Linked DNA regions of Pan troglodytes: region 1 is linked to region 2. The links are chromatin contacts, called in public HiChIP or PLAC-seq maps. All regions are on one chromosome and are shown on one strand. Each heading gives the region's core, a stretch centred on a gene start, on an enhancer-like site or on the middle of the called end of the contact. The rest is flanking DNA. Distances are from core to core; before and after follow the strand shown.

Region 1 (3,003 bases), core at 378-2,877, 140 kb before region 2:
AACAAAAACCATTTTGTTTTGTTTTGTTTTTGAGAAAACACAACCCCCCCAACTGAGTTTAATATCTGTTGATGGCATCATTTGTATATTCTCCACAGCATCCCCTAGAGTGTATCTATAAAAACAGTCAGTAAATGTTTGTTGACTAAAAGGTGAGATCATTCTTGAGCACCGTGCTGTTTTTCCATTCCCATTCTTTACATTCTTATTTTAACACAAAAACCCTGTGAAGTTGACAAAATGATTCCTATTTCACACATAAAGAAGTCATCGAAGCAAGCTGTTCAGTTTGGTTAATAATTTTAGCCTCCTATAAAAATTATAAAGGCCAACATGATAAGCATTAAGTGAAAATGATGGAAGTGAAAACTCCTTGAAAGTATGTACAGATACAAATTATTACACGTATCTAGGATGAAACTAAGGACTGTGAAGTATACAAAGGAAGAAATAGTTCCTTCTCCCATGAAGCTTAGGATACTACAGGTGATATTATCAACACAAAACACTGGCACATTACATTTCAAATTCCTTTGTACTAAATCAGGCATTATCTTCTACCAGATTCCAATGCAGACAAATGGTAGAGAAAGCCAAAGTTCCAAAGAGGGAAAGAGAGGGATAGGGATACCTAAAAGGGGGGAAAAAAAAATCTATACATTTTACCTTTTCTGCAAACTGCAAAAAACTGGCCACTAGGGAGCAGTATAGATTAACAGTTAAAAGTGCTGGCTGTAGAGGTTAAAGGGCACAGGTTTTAATCCCACTACACCACCGATCCTGAACAATTCGTTTCATTTCTCACTAGACCTTAGTTCCCTCATCTGTATCCTACTCTGCTGTTGTAGGAAGTCAATAACGTAATACACAGTAAGCTCTTGGAATATTATTTGGCATTTAATAAATGTTCAATAAATAACATCTATTATTGCTGTAATTGTTCTAGGGGGTTGCATGAGGATCTGGCCAGCTAGGGAAACGTCAATATTTTGAGGATCTCCCACCGCCCATGTGGGGATAAAAACCTTATCCTGTTCGTCTCTAATGCCCCAGCATCCAGCAGGGCAGAGAGACGTACAGAGTTACCTGACACCTTCCTATCCATCATCTTACTCTCAATCTGATACAAAGACCAGGCTGAAGACAAATCAACAAAATCAGGCCGAAGCTCCTCCGCCGGGTCTTTATTTGACTTTGGCACTAGCGGGCTCTTCTAGCTTAATCTCTCGCCGCAGCCCAAATCCACCGCCGAGCCATCAAGCTCAGAGGGGGAGCCTGGGAAGACTTCCGGACCATGGAGGAGAACAGTCCTCGTCCCCTAGCTCCAGGCCTGTACCTCGGAGCCCAGGCAAGGGTTTCTATGGTAACATGGTCCTCGGCTCCAAGAAGACGTAAACGCCCCCGTACGCCCTGGGGGCACAGCGGACCCCGGAAGCCCTTGACTCGCTCCAGAGTTCAGCCCCGAGCCGCGCGAGTCGACTCACCTACCTCTTTTCAAGCCGGCCTAGCCCCTTCCCGGAACCTCGGCTCCCCCCCACGAAACTACTGCTAAGCCAACTGGACTACACTTCCCAGACTGCTTGGAGCCTCTCTCTCCGCAGAACCTCGTCTTCCGCGAGCTTTTCCTGGAGGTTCTAGGCGGGATGCCCCTCAATGCCACGACGCCATTTCCTACTACGACTTCCATCATGCTCCGCGCCGCTCCGGGGGCGGTGACCCCTCTTGGCCCACGTCCTGTCAGTGACGCACTTCCTGTCAGTGACGCACTTCCCCTCTGCTGGGCGCGCGGTGGACGGTCTGAAAGGGAGTGTTCGGATTTCGCTGGGGCCTCGCGGCTCCAGAGCCCAGCATGGCTTCCTCCCGAGCCTCCTCCACGGTACAGAGCCCGGGATCCCAGCTCACTCTGGCAGGGAGCGCTAAGGGGGAAGGGGATCTCTGCGGGAAGGGGCCGTTAAGGAGCGGGAGAAGGCGGTGGAGGGCTGAGGAGGAAGGCTGCGGGACTCAGTGGTGTCCTACACAGCGGACCACCGTTTTCCTGATCCCTAAGCGCTTTCGTGGACTGTAGCTTATTTGCACCTCTCCCACTACAGCCCCAAAGGGCAAGCATCTCTTCCGACTCATCCAGTAACGGTGCTCTGAAATAGGGAAGTGTCTTGGCCAAGGTTTATGCCTTTGGCAGATCTCAGAATTTTAATGAGACCTACTAACTCCTACTACCTCACGTCTAGGAACGTTTGAAATGTATACACTTGTAATGTTGTAACTTGTTATCCTTTAGCACCGCGTTGGTTATTTCATCTATCCTTAGTATTTCCCCAGTGATAAGCAGTAATCCGGGAAGCATAAAACACGAGATTGAACACTTCCAACGGAATGAAGTAAACAGATTCCAGAGCAAACCTTTCATAGGAAAATACCCGAGAGAACCTCACTAGTTTTATTAATCCCGTCAACCAAAGTGAGGGACTGAAACACCCTCACCCTACCCTCACCTCCTCAAATCAATGAAGAACGTCTTAAGTAGTGTCCAATTTGTCCTTTCAATTACGGAGGAAATAGGACTGTGAAACTCAGGGTGAGCTTCATCCTCTGGTGAATTCCGGTAAATTGCCAAGATTAAACCTTAGTTTAATCCAGATCTTTGATTTAGCAGGCAACCAAAACTAAAGCACCCGACGACTTAGTTGCTCCGGTCGTGAAGAAACCACACATCTATTATGGAAGTTTGGAAGAGAAGGAGAGGGAGCGTCTGGCCAAAGGAGAGTCTGGGATTTTGGGGAAAGACGGACTTAAAGCAGGGATCGAAGCTGGAAATATTAATATAACCTCTGGTAAGATGCAAATTGTGAGCCCATCTTTACCTCTTTGTGTAATGAATACCTTTCTAAACTTAAATACCACCAGTTTTATAATGTCAAAAAATTACAATTTTTTTTTTTTTTTTAAGACAGAGTCTCGCTCTGTCGCCAGGCTGGAGTGCAGTGGCGCGATCTTGGCTCACTG
Region 2 (3,455 bases), core at 726-3,225:
ATCAAACATAGGCTGACCATAAGCAAAGCCCCAGTTTTTCCTGAGCCTTGGCTGCCTCTGTGATCTGGAACACAGCAGGCAGCATGGAAGTTATTATTACTTATTTAGGGGTCTAGGGAAGACTGCAGATCAAAAACCATCTAACCATATATTTTAAGTAAACAAAAGCGAGCAAACTGACTAATTTAGTCGTTCAGAATCCCTCTTGTCAAAAGGCCATAACCTTCAGATTGATGAAGCAAAACAGGATTCTGCTACTCAGATGCTCTGAGTTTGGTAAGTGCTGGTTTTGATGGTATTTCTAGTCAGTTTTTATTCTGATCTTTTCAGGCACTTTTGCCTGAGACTACTCTGCCCAGCATGGAAAAGCTTCACAGAAACACGTAGCACGTCTCATTTCAAGTGGTACCTTCCAAGATGACACAGTCTCCCGCCCTTTTCAGTTGTCTACTTCTTCCTCTTCATTCTGTTCTTCTTCTTCCAGCCTTTCTTCGTCTTCATCATTGTCCTCATCCCTGCTCTTGTCTTGCTCTTCCGAGTCTGTTTTTTTGTCTTTGTCCTTCTTCTTTTGCTCTGAGGCCTCCTTCTTGCCTTTCTGCTCCCGCCTATATGCTGTAAGGAGGAAACAAGGGGTTAGGAGACAGCTGAAAGTGAGCCAGACAGACTGCAGGAGCTAATTACATTGTACAATTGGAAAAACGGAGGCAGATGGGCGCGGTGGCTCACGCCTGTAATCCCAGCACTTTGGGAGGCTGAGACGGGCGGATCACCTGAGGTCAGGAGTTCAAGACCAGCCTGGCCAATATGGTGAAACCCCGTCTCTACAAAAATAAAAAATGAGCCCTACGTGGTGGCGTGCGCCTGTAGTCCCAGCTACTCGGGTGGCTGAGGCAGGAAAATTGCTTGAACCCAGGAGGAGGAGACTGCGGTGAGCTAAGATCCCACCACTGCACTCCAGCTTGGGTGACAGAGCAAGACTCCGTCTCAAAAAAAAAAAAAAAAAAAAAAAACAAGAAAAGCAAGACAAAAACAAAAACGGAGGCAGAGAAGGAAAAATAACTTGCTCAGCATCACAAAACAGATCTGAGGTGGTGCCCACCGAACTGGGTCGAGTCACATCAAGTGCTGGCTTACTGGACTTAAAGGGACCCGCGCTGAGAAAGGCTCAGGGCCTGGTGAACAGGTCATACAGGATGACCATCTTCTATGTGGTTTAGAAGACAAGAGGCTCGTTACCTTCCAGAGCTTCTTTCAATGGGGTAACGAACCGCTGGAACTCCATCTCTTCCATGGCTGAGAGCACATCACTGGCATTCAGCGTCTTCCGCTTTCCTTTCATTGCAAAGTTGTTAGCACTGAGAGAAGAGAAAGGCTGTCAGACTCCCTCTTGTTTGTAAGGCGTGAGTGGGAAAAGGAGCACCCAGAGGTGGAACGGGAAAGCCTGCCTCTTACATGTATGGATTTTGGTGTGACAGGGATAAGTCCTTTCCTTCTCTGCACGAAAAAGCTAAAGCAAAGTGATTTTGTTGTGTTATTTTGCTTCAGAACTTGTAAAAACTGGCAGAGGACTGTGAACATGTCCCCACCGAGGGAGGGCACAATCGTTGGGGTTTGTAGGCTCCCGGCCAGCAACTCCCAGCCAAGTATCCCCGCGCCTCCCTTATGCCTCTGTCCCGCTCACCAGGATGTGGCGTACAGCACGAAGACGCTGGCGGCGCGGGAGATGGCGCTCCGGGCCTCCTTGGAGATGTTGACACCGTCCGGGAGCTGCGAGGAGACCGGGGGTGAGCAAAGCTGCCGTTCCAGCACCTGCTTCCCTCCTGCCCGTTCGTCCGCCCCCCCCGAGCTGCTCACCGCCTCCTTGATGATCCTGGTGATCACGGCATTGGGCAGGTTTAGGTCCTCGGGCCTCTCCGCCATTGCCGCCGCTGGGGCTTAAACTCCCCTTCGCCTCCGCTTCAGGGAGCTACTGCGTCCGGACTTCCCGCGTCGCTACGGTCTGACCCTCCGAGGCTTCCGTCCCGCCCCACGTGGCCTACAGTGTCCCACAGTGCTCTGAGCGCCATAGCCTCCCTTCTCCTTGGTGCCCCGCCTCCGCCTCAAATACCGGCGCATCCGGATTTTGAAGCCGCAGTGGTTTTGGCCCGCCAAGGCTTCCATCCAACCCTACCGCACCCCGCACGCCCCTCCCCAGGTCCATTTCTCTGCTTCTCGCCATCGCCGCGTCGGGAACCTTCTCACCAACTTATTTGGCTCAATGGAGCTTCCGTCCGTTTCCCATGGTGCCCTGCGCCGCTGCTGGGTGACGGCGCGGCCGGGCGCAGCGTGTGGGAGACGAAGGCGTGGCTGACTCGGCGGGGCGGGTCCCTTTAGGACCCGAGGCAGGCTCTGGGCCTGCCGGGTCCGTTAATCTCACCGCGCAGCAAGGGGCCACGTTTTACCACTTGATTTAGCAACCCTAAGCGGTTTGGAATCTGCTTTGCTCTCACAGGACCTCAGCCCGTCGTGATCAGATTCTCCCATTTTCTTTTTTCTTTCCTGGAATGGAGCGGGCAGTCTTTTTCCATCTCTACCGAAGTTGATGTTCATCTTTAATCTTTTCGCTCCTCACGCTTTTGTAATAATGGTACTAAGACTGAGTGTTATTTAGATTTTATTGTTGTTGTTTGTTTTTAACGCGAACTATTTAGGCAGCCCAGGGATAATGCTGGCCATATAGAGATGCGCCTGATTAGGTCTCAGGAGTCAATTCGGACTGGGCAGGTAACGAAAGGGCGAGAAGCAGCCTTTTCATTGTATGAAGAATGCAACGTCACATTCGCTTTCAAAAACAAACCGTGTTAAAATTGTATTTATTTTTCAGTTAAATTGTTCATCATACATCTTTTCCAGTTAAAACCATTCTCAAGGTTTTGCAATGGCGTTTTTTTTTGGGTTTTTTTTTTTTTTTTTTTGAGACAGTCTCACTCTGTCGCCCAGGTTGGAGTGCAGTGGCGCCGATTTCGGCTCACTGCAAGCTCCGCCTCCTGGGTTCACGCCATTCTCCTACCTCAGCCTCCCGAGTAGCTGGGACTACAGACGCCCGCCACCATGCCCGGCTAATTTTTTTCTATTTTTAGTGGAGACAGGGTTTCACCGTGTTAGCCAAGATGGTCTCGATCTCCTGACCTCGTGATCCGCCCGCCTCGGCCTCCCAAAGTGCAGGGATTACAGGCGCGAGTCACCGCGCCCGGCGCAATGGCGTTTTAAGTTGTTTTTAAGTTATTTTTATATTAAGTTCGTAGAAATTCTCACTCCCACTGATTTTATTTATTTTTTTAATTTTTAAAATTTCTTGACAGGGTCTCACTCCGTCCCCCAGGCTGGAGTGCAGCGGCACGGTCTCGGCTCACTGTAGCCTCGACCTCCCTGGCTCAGGTGGTCCTCCCACCTCAGCCCCAAATAGCTGGGGCTAC

What was found. HiChIP or PLAC-seq counts read pairs in DNA pulled down with a chosen protein or histone mark.
Region 1: an H3K4me3 HiChIP or PLAC-seq map of stem cell-derived excitatory neurons shows a contact between it and region 2, with 12 times the contacts expected there. The contact joins the promoter of CDC26 here to the promoter of POLE3 in region 2. A contact is called at or near these places in 1 of 7 Hi-C or Micro-C datasets (stem cell-derived neural progenitor cells) and 1 of 1 datasets of contacts at active chromatin or transcription factors (stem cell-derived excitatory neurons).

Annotation. Positions count from the first base shown.
Region 1 is chr11:25,169,035-25,172,037 of NHGRI_mPanTro3-v2.0_pri, reverse strand. It overlaps CDC26 (cell division cycle 26), which reads right to left and starts at 1,627. Exons shown (of 4, transcript XM_003312239.5): 1 at 1,489-1,627. PRPF4 (pre-mRNA splicing tri-snRNP complex factor PRPF4) reads left to right here and starts at 1,692. Exons shown (of 14, transcript XM_009457111.5): 1 at 1,692-1,876; 2 at 2,651-2,831. The coding sequence starts at 1,850.
Region 2 is chr11:25,030,258-25,033,712 of NHGRI_mPanTro3-v2.0_pri, reverse strand. POLE3 (DNA polymerase epsilon 3, accessory subunit) reads right to left here and starts at 1,975. Exons shown (of 4, transcript NM_001246516.1): 1 at 1,855-1,975; 2 at 1,682-1,767; 3 at 1,237-1,355; 4 at 1-612. The coding sequence starts at 1,920. The coding sequence ends at 440. It overlaps C9H9orf43 (chromosome 9 C9orf43 homolog), which reads left to right and starts at 2,285. Exons shown (of 14, transcript XM_054658978.1): 1 at 2,285-2,626.